Linked DNA regions of Canis lupus: region 2 is linked to region 1. Evidence: chromatin contacts called from public Hi-C data. All regions are on one chromosome and are shown on one strand. Each heading gives the region's core, a stretch centred on a gene start, on an enhancer-like site or on the middle of the called end of the contact. The rest is flanking DNA. Distances are from core to core; before and after follow the strand shown.

Region 1 (6,183 bases), core at 1,833-4,332:
AACTAAGTACCCCTGCAGTGACCCTGTTCCCAACTACATGCTGGGTGTTAGGACGTCAATACATGAATTTGGGCTGAGGACACAGTTTAACGCATAACACCAGCCATTGGACTATTGCCCTGTGAGGCCCGGGGCTGGAATGATGGCACCTCTGCTTGCTTTCTGGGAGCCGGAATCCCACTCGGACCGAGGAGGAGAAGAGGGCAGGGTGCCAGAGTGTACCTAGAGCTGGCCTGGCTGCACTGACTGTCAGGCACAGCACCAGGCCAGGCGGGGCTGAAGGAAGTGCCCACTGATACCATCTGCAGAACAGATCATTTTCTTTTTATTATTATTATTATTATTTCTTTATTCATGATAGAGAGAGAGAGAGAGAGACAGAGACACAGGCAGAGGAAGAAGCAGGCTCCATGCCAGGAGCCTGACGCAGGACTCGATCCCGGGACCCCAAGATCGCGCCCTGGGCCAAAGGCAGGCGCCAAACTGCTGAGCCACCCAGGAATCCCCCAGATCATTTTCTAAGAAAGTGTTGACATGCTTCCTTGAAGCCTCACAGGTGGCAGCATGGCGGAAAAGCTCCCCGAGGGGCCTCTGCTGAGTTATGGACCAGTTGGTAGCCTCTTTCCCTCCCCTCCACACACCCTAGGACTGTTTGTACATGTGTCCAGGGGACGCTAACCCTCACCAGCAGGGTGCATCCTGCTGCGGGCATTTGGGGGACCACCTGCCCTGAGCCCACTTCTCTAAGAGGTTATTCCTAAGGGCCCTAAGGCTGAGACAGAGACTGGTCTGACATTCATCTAAAACCTGCCCCACCAGCAGTGGGGGCTGTGTCACGACCCCTGTGTTGTCGACGGGAAATAGGGACTGAGGAAAACAATGCACCAGCTGCTACCCACTCCCCACTCTGCTCTACCTTGGGACCGACAGATGACGCCTCATTTCCTATAGCGCCTTCTGGGTTACGCTGGCCCCTTCCTGGTCCTGGCAGCCTGGCTCCCATGTACAGGCAAGACCCTGCCGGCTGCCTGGCCCCAGGATCCGACCCCCCAGCTGCTCTGCACCCCTGGGGTTCTAGCAATGGCCAAACTGAAGGGAGTCTGGGGAACCCCTGCCAGGAGGTGGCAGGGCTGGGCTCTCAGCCAGATCCATCAGGACCCCCGATGGTCCCAGGGCCAGGGCCAGGTGCAGCCAGTGGGCACTCACCCCGGGGTACACAAAATGGGGTGGCATCAAGAACCACAGGGATCAAGATAAACAGCAATGTAATGTAAAATTTAAAATTCGTGTTAACGTTAACTTGTTTATTCCAATTTGTTCTAATTTGATCTTACATGAAAGTAGAACATTCTAACTGAACACTATTTGCTATTTCTATGAATAACTCAAAGTTAATGTGAAAATCCACAATAAACTGAATTTCAAAATGTTAATTAAATGCAGACAGGATCGGGCACCTTGGTTTTTCCTTGTGGCTCGGGCTCCAGTGTAGCTCTCATAACATAGTTACCAATCCTGTCTTGATTTTGAATTCAGGATTTAATTCTTCATAGATCTTGTACGTCATTTTGATTTTTTACAACAGAACATTAAAATATGATTTCCCTCAGTAGCTTGGTTTGGGGTGTCCCTCTGGTTTAGTGCCCAAGTCTCCTTGCTGTCCTATAGGATCCCCGCTGCCCGTCACCTCAGGGCACATGTCCGTCAGACAAGTGCACACCTGCACACCAAGGGGTTGCACTGCAGGGACTCCAGGAGTACATAGTGCAGAATGCGAGGCCTGCACTGGGCACTGGAGGGATGGCCATGGTGCAAAGGGAGCCCAGCAGCCCCTCAGTTCTAGTCCTAAGAATGTACGCAGAAGAGCTGCAGAGATGCTCATATAAGGACACATACACACATGTTCCCAGCAGCATGATTCACAAGAGGCAGGAGGTGGAGACAATCAAGGTGGCACCACTCATGGGCACAGCCCTCAGCCGCAGACAGGAGTGAGGTGCCCACATGCGCTGCCCCGGGGACGGACCCCGAGCCCACGATGCTCAGGGCGGGAATGAGACACAGAAGGCCCCATGGGGTGTGAGTCCACATGTATGACACGTCCAGGATGAGCTCGTCCATGGATGGGGGAGGGGGCTCTCAAGGGCTGGGGAGGGGGATGCTGGTAGGGAAAGGGCTTCTTTTGGAGTGATGGAATGTTCTGGAACTGGTAGAGGTGGTGGTTGCACAACTTTGTGAATGTACTCAATGCCACTGAAATATTTACTTTAAAATGTTCATTTCATTTTATGCAACTCTCATCTGAGTTTTTAAAAAAAGTAGGCAGGGGGCCTGGGTGGCTCAGTCTGTTAAGCATCTGACCTTGGCTAAGGTCCTGATGTCAGGGTTGTGAGTTTGGGCCCCACATTGGGCTCCATGCTGTGTGTGAGGCCTGCTTAAAAAATAAGTAAATAAATAAATAGAAATTTTTTAAAAATTTAAGTAGGCAGAAGGAAGTGTGGCTTTGTATTTTAGGCCTGCAGATTTCAGCGTGTTCACAGGCCTGCAGGGATCCGACGGCGGCCTTGGTGCCAGCTGAGAGTGTGCCAGCAAACGACAGACCTGGGTGGCCCTGGGCCACCGTGTGCTGCACTGTTGGTCACCCCAGGAGGAACTCCAGCACGGTCTCACAGCTCTCTGCAGAAGGAGATGCTGGAGGAAGCACCGTGGCTAGGGAAGTTGCAGGGTCCCCGGCTCGGGACTCCGGGGTGTGTGTAAGGCAGCACAGGTGTGCGTGCATCTGGGGACAGCTGAGCCCCCTGCCTATCTCTGATTACCAACCTGCGTCACTGGGGGAGCTTCGTGTGCTGTACCCTGAGCTCCTGTGATGCTGGCTGGTCCACGCACCTCCAGCGGGATATCCCTGCCCCCGTGTGCGTATGCGTGCGTGTGTGCGTGCGCGTGCAGGAATCCTGCCCGGCCCCGTCTGCCATCCCAGTCCCCGGCCTTGCCTCGCATGGCGTCTGGGCCTCTGTTTCTCGCAGGGCAGATCGTGTGTGGGCAGGGCCTCTGCTGAATCATACTACTCTCTTGTTTCGGTTTTCCTCCTCCTCAGCTCCACCTACCAGCCACCTGCAGATCGTTCTGACTCCATGCGGTTTGCTCTGTGTCATGGGCTGGCAGCCGGCAGGCTCAGCCTGACCTTTTTTCTCAAATGCCATCTGAGCTGTGAGCTCCCTCCAGGAGGCGTTGCAGACCCCCCACGAGCTTTCTGGGTGCTCTCTGGCCTCGGGCCAGGAAGGAGCTAATTGTGCTGCTGTCGGCTGCAGCTTAGCGTTTTGCTGTCCCGGGGCTGCTCCCCAGAAAGCCTGTCATGTGTGTTTGGTGGTTACACACCTCGCCAGGTTGGCGCGCCTGCAGCTGGCGGCAGCACCGCCTCTTCAGTCCAACAGGAAGGGGGTGCTGCCTGCGAGGGGGGGTCGCCCCCGGGTCCAGGCCGAGCCCCTGTGGGCGCCTGAGTCCAGGTGAATTTTATTTCCCAACTTCATTTTTTTAAAAAAAATTGCTACCGTTTGAATTTTTTTTTTTTTTTTTTAACGTGGACAACACACGTGCCTTCACTTTGACTATCGGGCAGCCATCACTGTCACATTGCTGTCTAGTGCTGGGGCTTTCTCACCGGCCGGATAGGGCCTTCCCCTCCTTGCCCTGCACATCCTGCAGGCGAGAGCTCAGCCACACTCAGCTGACCCCTGTCCTTGCACAGGTGTGCCTGGATGCTGAGCAAAGGAGCTCTTCCTGTGCGCACACATGTGCCCTGGAAACTGTGCTTGGGGACAAAGGCCCCCAGAGGTAGTAGGTCCTAAATCCCTGGAATCTGTGAATGCGGCATCTGAAAGGGCCACCGTTTTGCAGGTGTGACTAAATTCAGGATTTTGAGATGGAGGGATTTTCCCGATGTGGCCTGAATGTAATCATAAAGTGTCCTTATAAGAAGGAGGCAGGGGATCCCTGGGTGGTGCAGCGGTTTGGCACCTGCCTTTGGCCCAGGGCGCGATCCTGGAGACCCAGGATCGAACCCCACGTCAGGCTCCCGGTGCATGGAGCCTGCTTCTCCCTCTGCCTGTGTCTCTGACTCTCTCTCTCTCTCTCTGTGTGACTATCATAAATAAATAAAAATTAAAAAAAAAAAAAAAAAAAAGAAGGAGGCAGAAGGGGATTTGACTCAGGGGAGGCCATGTGATCACAGGGAGAGACCAGGGACATGGCCACCAGCCACGGGGTGCCTAGGCCCTAGGAACTGGAGTGGGCAGGAAGGAGGGAGCATGGCCCCACCACACCTTGACCTCAGCCCAGTGATATTGGTTGGACTCTGGCCTTCAGTACTGCAGAAATAAGTTTCTGCTGTTCTAAGCATCAAATCAGTGTGATTTGTTACAGTAGCTGCAGGAACTAATCTGGGCTGCGCAAGGGATTTGCACTTCCATAGCTGTACCTCATTCACCCCCAGAATGCAGCTGCTCTCCGAGGACCCTGTGGCTTGCTGTTTCTGGGGAGCAGGTCATCCTGTGTCTCTCTGGGAAAAGCATCCTGACAGGCCACACTCCTTCTGTGAACGTGGGGTGGTGGGAGACACAGCCCCTATGGTGCAACACGGGAGGTGTGGGGAAAGGCGTCCACACTGCAGCTCAGAGGCACAAGGCAGAAAACTTGCAGCTGCTCCAAACAGAGGGGCCCCTGACTATTGTGTTCAGTTCCCCCCACCTGTGAAATGGATCAGGCGAGACAAACCGAAGTCCCGCCCAGCCTCCGCGACCTTCGAAGAACTGAAAACTCCGTGCACAGTGAATACAAGCAGACTTGCATCATCCTCCCAAACACCGAGGCTGCTCCTGGCCGCGTCACCTGCTTGCGTTCTCCATATGGCTGGTCTCTACATTTATTTATTTTTTTTTTAATTTTTTATTTATTTATGATAGTCACAGAGAGAGAGAGAGAGAGGCAGAGACATAGGCAGAGGGAGAAGCAGGCTCCATGCACCGGGAGCCCGATGTGGGATTTGATCCCGGGTCTCCAGGATCGCGCCCTGGGCCAAAGGCAGGTGCCAAACCGCTGCGCCACCCAGGGATCCCATATGGCTGGTCTCTAGATTCAGCCGTTGCCCGCAAGCCTGAACCCTGCTCCGGCCTCTGGAAACATGGCCCTGAGTTTGCATTTCCAAGCTCGGGACTGTCTGGCATATGCAGCCCAGGGAGCCATCACCATCACCCCGGGTCCCCCGCTGCCTCCCAGCCCAGTGGGGTGGGAACACAGGTGTGCCTTCAGACCTCAGCTCTGCCACTTGGTGCATGGTACCTCCCCCTTCAGAAGCGAGGAAGGTGGGCAGGGCACCCACCCTCCCAGGGCACTCTGGCACACGTGGCAGCACTCCCCCAGGCCCTGCCCCCTCACCCTTGCAGGCGCCCTGGACCCTTGACCTCTTGGCTCTGCTGTGCCAAGTGCCCGCCCCAGAGCCCAGGGTCTGAGTTCCAGCCTTGATTTGGTCGCTCCCTGCATGTCCTGCACTTCTAGTTCTTGCTTCTCTTGCCCTTGACCCCGCCCAGTTGTTCAACATCGAGCTGGCTATAAAAGGCAGTTCTGATCTAGGAAAAAGGAGGACACGGGTGGCCTGCTGCCCGGGCTGAGATCGGCTTCTGCTTCTGCCTCGCAGCCCAGTGTCTGGGATTAATTTAGATTCCCAGAATACCATCGGAGGCAGCACATGCTGTTATGATTGCGTAGTGGCTCCTGCTCAGCTGCTCCAGGCCCCAGCCCAGGGTGTCCCCACGCCTGCCTGCTCCCTCGCTCTGCTGGCTCAGGGGGGCTGGTGGAGACTGGAGCCCTTGTGGATTGTTCTTTTCTGCTGGCAGCTTCTCCCCAGGCAGAAGGGAGACAGAGTCTGCTTGAGGGAGTATAGGGCACAGGTGGAACAAGGCTAGGACGTGGGATGTTTCAGCCCCGGTCAGAGCGTGTCTCGTCTCAGGGCCCAGCAGGCTTCCTTCGCAGGCAGGTCTGCGGAGTACTCCCTGCAGTTCCTGGAGGGGGCACCGGGGCCACCGGGCTTCCCACCACCCTTTCTCTTCCTGGACAGAATCTTGCACCTCGGGGTGGTGCCATCAGCTGCCTGGCTGCAGGTGGCTCTGCTGCTGCCAAACAGTGGGGACG
Region 2 (6,183 bases), core at 2,592-5,091, 92 kb after region 1:
CTCGACGTTCTGTGAGGAAGACAGCATTATTATTTTGAATTTTGGGCTGTGGGACTGAGGCACCGAGGGGCTAGGGTACCAGCTGAGAGTCACACAACTGGGAGCCTACCCAGGCCTTTGTAAGTCCTTGGGGCCCAGGAGCCTGGGGTCTTGCCCTACTGGACAGGGGACCTAGGCCTGAGAGGGTCACAGGTCACAGGTCCTTCTGGATGGCCAGAATCAAGATGGAGATAGGTGGAGCAGGAGGCAGGTGAGCCTCCCCCAGAGGAGCCAACCACAGAGGGCGGACCCTCTTCCCGCTAGTTCTTCCCCATTAAGCCCCCTCCCACTGAGGCGGGGGTTCCCTCCCCACTGGCTTTTTCTCAGGGATCCCCCTCCCCCTCCCCCCACACCCTCACCCTCTGAGTCCCCTTCCTCCCTCCTCACCTCTCAACCCCAGAAGGGATCCCCCCTCCCCACTGGGGCTCCCTATCTGCCCCTCCCCCACCCAACGAGGGTCCTTACTGAGCTGCCAGCCCCTCTAGGTTCCTCCCAGGCTCCCCCCAGCCCAAACCCTCTCCCCTCCAATCTCCCCCCCTCCCACCCCCCAGGGCTCTGGCCGCTCCACTTAGCATCTCCCCTCCCCCTAACCTCTGCACACCTCTTCTGCTGCTCCCCCCACTCACCCCGGGGTCCCCATGGAAGGCTCCACCTCGGGGTTTCCTCCCTGCCCCAGGGACAGCGGCTCCCCAGCTCCCCAGCTCGGGTCTCCCCTTCCCTCCACCCCAGGATGAATTCCCACCCCTCCCTCCCTCTCCCTGGGGCTTCCCCCTCCACCTGTCCCTCCCTCCCAACCGCCCCGGCGGGGCTCCCCCCAGCCCCGTGACTCCCGGGGCACCGCCGGGGTTTTCCTCCCGCGCCCACGTAGGGCTCCGTGGAAAGGTCGCGGCCTGCGGCGGGGCTCGCCCCGTCCCCCTCCCCGCGGGGCTTGGGGACACGCGGCCGGCCCACCCCGCAGCCGGGGCGGGAAGAGCGGGGCCTGCGGGAGCTGGGGCGGGGAGCCCGCGGCGGGGGAGGCACCGCCTGCGCCGGGAGAACCGGGAGGTGGCCGCCGGCCTCACAGTTTCGGTTTAGAGGCAAGAGGCAGCCCCGTGCCAAGTCCGGCTGGGCTGGGAGCACGACTTCCTTGGGTGTTTTTTGCTTGTTGATCTTAGTTTGGGGAAAGAAAAAAAAATTTTTTTTTTCTTCAGTGCAGTGAAGGAGCCTATCTGGGGAGGGAGAAGGCTGGGTGGGTGGAGGGCCGCTCCCGGGGGGTTGCCTGGAGGAGCCCTTCCTGCAAGGCCAGCCCTGCCCCGCAGCCCTGAGCCCACCGGGGTCCATGCCCCCTTGACCTCTCTGGCCTTGGGTGGGGGGAGGGGCGGGCAGGCAGGGGCTGCAGCCAGCCCCCCCAGGGGTGCGTCTCTATATGCCCAGAGCTTGGGGTTGACTCCAGCACAGCCAGTAACAGCTGTGGCACAGCGGCCAGGTTTCGTAATAAACCGGTCTTTTAATTGCTATGGGGCAGGAGGGAGGATAAAAAAAAAAAAAAAAAAAAAAGAGGCAAAGGTTTGTTGGGCTTGGTTGGCGCCGGCTGCAGAGAGAAGAGGCACTGTTTTTGCAAAGGAGCCTGGAGCTGCTAACAGGGACTTAAGTAACACTTCCTGGTGAGCCTGCAGGAGGGGGCTCGGTGGGCAGTGTAGGCTGGGGCGCGGGGAGGGGCGCAGAGGTCCTGGCCCCTCTCAGAGGTGGCAAATACACAAGAACCCAGAAGCTTTAGAAATTTATTACAAGGTCATCATAGAAGTAAAAATATATGTATCTATATAAGCTTCCCAGCTCTCTCAGTGGTTCAAGTAACAAGTGCAAGTAACAAAATAGATTGTCTATTACATTTGCAAACTGGGAGTTCATGGGTACAGAGCAACCTCGGCCCCAGCTCCCAAGTCCCAAAGTATAGTCCCGGCAAGGGTGCAGACCCTCGGTCAAGCGAGTCTCATGCAGATGTCAGCGCCGGTCACAAGAAGGGTGGGGGACGCAGTAGGTCTCACTCCACCCGAGTGTGGAGTCCAGGCCCTCCACGGTGGGGGAGGCCGCTGCTCCCCCACTCCAGCTGCTCTGTCGCAAAGCCTGAGCTCCAGGTTCCCGTCTCCTGCTGGCCCGGGTCCCCCTCTTCTCCTCTCTCGGGGGCCGCCACGGGCGCTGCTCCGGGCTCACCGCCCTGGGGGCGGCTGCACGCTCCCCTCTTCTCCAATGATTCTGCCCCCATGGTCTCACAGGTTGGGTTGTTTTGGGGGGTTGTTCTGGGGGGAGGGGTCAAATATTTATTTTATTTTTTTTTTGGTAGCAACTCAACAGGCTCTGATGCTGGGAAGGGTCTCAGCGCTCCTGGAGGGAGATGTAGGGAACCCACTGGTTGTTCCCTCGGCTCTCTTCGCAGTAACTGGCTACCTCCACCAGGCCGTGGCTTTTCCAGGCGTCTGTGTGAGGGTTCTGTGACGGGGTGAAAAGAGGGGGTTCAGTGGGAGCCCCAGGAGTGGGCAGGAAGCCTCCGTCTCCCAGGGCCCCTCTGGGGAAAACAGGCCAGCTCAAAATAGCTCCCCGGGGGAAGGAGGCCCCGGCGGGCGGCCCACGGGACATGCCGATCGTGGCTGAGTGCTGAGCTGGTGCGAGGCCGGCCAGCTCCACTTTGTTGACAAACACGGGCCCAGGTGCCTGGGCAGGGTGGGGCCAGCCGCCGCGACTCACCGTGACCAGGAGGCAGTGCAGGTCTCGGGCCTCGGCGGTGCCCTGGGTCTCCGCCGGCTCTCCCAGCAGCTGGGCCAGGCGCTGCATGCCTGACACCCGGACGATGTCGATGTCGTTGTCACAGCAGAAGGACTGGATGAGCGTGAAGTGGATCTGCAGGGCGATGTCGTCCTCCTCCTCCTCATCAATGGCCAGCAGGCACAGGACCACGCTGTCAGGGTCCCTAAAGGGGGCCAGAGGAAGGAGACGGGATCAGCTGGGGACTCAGAAAAGGCCACGGGGCACGGGGGAGTTTCGAAAGGCAAAGAGAAACCGAAGCCCAGTGAGGGATCGCATGTGCATGCAGCTGGAGGGGGGTGGGGAGAAGATGCACGCTTCAGGACTTGGGGGGGGGGGCAGGCAGGAGCAAACAGGGTGGTGGGTGCTTGCAAAGGGTGCCGTCAGGATACTGCAACCTCTCCCCCCCTCCGATGGAAGGCACAGATGCCCTGAGCGCACGGTGGGGACGCTGGGGGAAACCCGAGCCCTGTGCGAGAGAGAGGTGCAGCAGGGAGCGTGCAGAGCGGAGGGGGTCCCCACCCGCGCCCAGTCCGGGGACGTGGTGTGACTCACACATTCATCAACTTGGCTGACTCGTACACCCCCACGGTGAGGCGGTCCTGGCGCTGCGCGGCCACCAGCAGCTCCTCCACCGCGGCGCTCACGGTCTGCATCCTGGGGGCAGGAGAGAGGGAGGGTCAGCGCCCTGCCGGCCACCGGTCGCTCGGGTCCCCGCGTGGCCCGGCTACTTACTTCTGCGCCGCGTTGTCGCACGCCACGAGCTCTTCCAGCGTCATGTTGCAGTTATAATCCACAGTGGAAAGCAGCCCCACGGCAGCCCCAGGCGAGAAAATGCAAAATCCGAGGCCGGAAAGCCCAAACCCTTCCCTCGGAGCCCGAGCGCTCGGTCAAGACCTTCGGGAGGCAGCGAAATCCTCCCCCAGAGAAGGCGGAGAAAAATGCCCAAGTCCTCGGCAGGAATAATCCGCGCGGCCGCAGAGGAGGGATCGCGTCCACGGCTCCGGCGATCTGAGCCCGCGGCCGCCGGCGCTGCCTTTTATAGCCTCGGGGCTGGAGGCGTGGCCTCGGCGGCGCGTCCGCCCCTCCTATTGGCCAGTCCACAAAGGCGAGAGAGAGGCGCGCCGCGGTTGGCCGACGCCGCGGCCCACGTGGGGGGAGCGGGGAGGAGGGCGCGGGGTCGGGGGAGCGCGAGCGCCAGAAAAGAGAAAAAAAAAAAAGCAGAAGTTTTCCTCCTGATTTCCCGGCAGCTGAGCCGCGTTTCGGGGCGCGCGCGGGATTTCCAGCGCGCAAGGCCGGCGCGGCCTTTCGGAGTTGGTGGAGGGAGGGGGGGCGCCTGGAATCCCCTCCTGGTCCCGGGAGAGTCCCCGGCCCGCGCCTTTCCCAAGTTGTGCTCGAGGCCTGCACGGGGCGGGGGGCCCCAGTTCGCAGCCTGATCCCACCCAGGCGGGCAGGGGGGTGGCCGCGGAGACCCCAGACCCGGGGTGACTTGTCTGGAGCTCTGGGTCCCAGCCTGTCTGATGGCCTTGCAGCCCGGGCCTCCCTGGCTTGGAGGGAGCGTTAAATAAAATAAAGGGCACACAGATGTCCCATGGATGGTGGTGGTCGCAGGAGGCCCCCTCGAGGCCCCCCCAGGTTGGGAGCTGCGAAGGTGGCCTCTGTGTGGCCACCTGCCCCCTGAGAACGCGTCCCAGCCTCACGGAGCTGCAGGAAGCATTGAATAAAATAAGGGGCACACGCAGGAAGTGTCACCCCGTGGCACCGGCTGGCCGCCTCGAGGTCCCCAGCAGCAAGGGCTGCACAGCTCTAGGCACTCGAGGGACGAGAGTGGTCGCCCCCTCGTCACCCCCCCGCCGCGAGTTTCAAGGTGGAGCGCGCGTGGGAGGCGCAGGTGGCCCTGCGGCAGCCGGGCCCGCGCCCCCTGCCGGCGCCTGGCGCTGCACCCCTGAGCGCCCCTCTGCACCTGAGGGTGCGGGGACTTGGCCGCGGGGGAGGCCGGGGCGCCCTGTTCTCGCCCGCGCCGCCCCTTCAGGTCGGCTTGCAGGGGCCGTGGCCACTCTGATCCCTCCTTCCGGAGGGGACGCTGATGAGGACGGAGCGCGCGTCCTGTGCACCAGGCTCACGGCATCATGAGTCTTTTAATTTTCCAGGACCCAGGAAGCAGGGTCCATGCTTATGTGCATTAGACAAAAGGGGAAACTGAGGCACGGGCAGTCCCCCCCCCTCCCTCGCACACGCACTCCCGCAAGCCACCGTGCAGGGCGTGTTGGAGCCACACGTGTGCGACAGGGGGACGGCCGCCGGCCTCGCCGTCTCCCCCAGGAAGGCGGTTCACGAGCCTGGCGGGCAGGCAGCGTGGGACTGCCTCCCACGGCCGATCGGGGGCTCCCGCGTGACTCACAGCAGCGTCCCCTCCCCCGCCAGCCTGGGGTCTGGCCTTCAGCCCCGCGGCTTGCTTCCCGGGGCTCCCGGGCCCCGCGGTCCGGCTGACGCATCGCACCGCCTCCGCGCCGCCCACCGGGCTGGCGCCGAACCTCCCGGGCGCCGAGAGGCGGGGCGGCGCCACCTGGTGGCCGCACGAGGTCCCTGCGCCCCAAGCGCCGGAAGGGACGCACGGGGGTCGTGCGGGGAGGGGTGAGGCGGCGGGTGAGGAGGCTGGGCCTGGGGTGACGGTCGCTGTATTTCATAGACACAACATCTTGTGCAACATGTGACTTTATCGATGTCCTGTCTTTTGAAAAGCAAAGAGGCAAAGTGCTGCCCGGGGGTGTCTGCCTTTTAAATGATGGTGAAAGACACTTAGACCATCTGTAAATGCACCATCCAGAGGCATGAAATGCGTCCAGGGTGCAGTGAAGCCAGCACCGCCGGCCGGAGCCATCAGCCCCCGCACGAACTCGGCGCCCCTTAAACAGGACCCCGGACCCTGGAACCCACCATTCTTTCTGTCTCTGGATTTCTCTATCCCAGACACCGCCTATAAATGGAATCAGACAGTGTTTGTCCTTCTGTGTCTGGCTTATGTCACTGAGCACAATGTCCTCAAGGCTCCTCCACGTGTAGCAGGTGTCAGGATGTCCTTCCTTTTTTTTTTTTTTTTTTTCTTTTTTAAATGCAAGTTCTAGCCCAAGGTGGGGCTTGATCTCACGACCCCAAGATGGGGAGTCACAGGCCATATAGACTGAGCCAGCCAAGTGCCCCAGGATTTCCTTCCTTTTTTTTTTTTTTTTTTAAGATTTTGTTTATTTACTTATTTATTGGAGAAAGAAAGCACGAGCAGGGGGAGGAGCAGAGGGAGAGGGACAAGCAGACTCTACGCTAAGGGTGAGCCCCACTCGGGGCTTGATCCAACGACCCTGAGAT

The links. Hi-C and Micro-C count contacts between places; a contact is called where the count stands out from the background.
Region 2: a contact with region 1 is called in a Hi-C map of blood, with 11 times the contacts expected there. The contact joins the promoter of GADD45B here to the enhancer-like site in region 1. A contact is called at or near these places in 6 of 9 Hi-C or Micro-C datasets (amygdala, blood and liver).

Annotation. Positions count from the first base shown.
Region 1 is chr20:57,005,364-57,011,546 of UU_Cfam_GSD_1.0, forward strand. The region is part of intron 2 of GNG7 (guanine nucleotide-binding protein G(I)/G(S)/G(O) subunit gamma-7); the gene reads left to right. Among named protein-coding and RNA genes, the nearest start is that of GNG7, 58 kb to the left of the region's middle. Within about 2 kb of position 3,083, at least 9 of the 20 cell types and tissues checked have an H3K27ac peak or open chromatin away from gene starts, as enhancers often do. A contact at or near this core is called in blood and liver, where this site is marked.
Region 2 is chr20:57,097,023-57,103,205 of UU_Cfam_GSD_1.0, forward strand. GADD45B (growth arrest and DNA damage-inducible protein GADD45 beta) reads right to left here and starts at 3,842. Exons shown (of 4, transcript XM_038565343.1): 1 at 3,556-3,842; 2 at 3,376-3,477; 3 at 2,764-2,986; 4 at 1,786-2,508. The coding sequence starts at 3,599. The coding sequence ends at 2,395.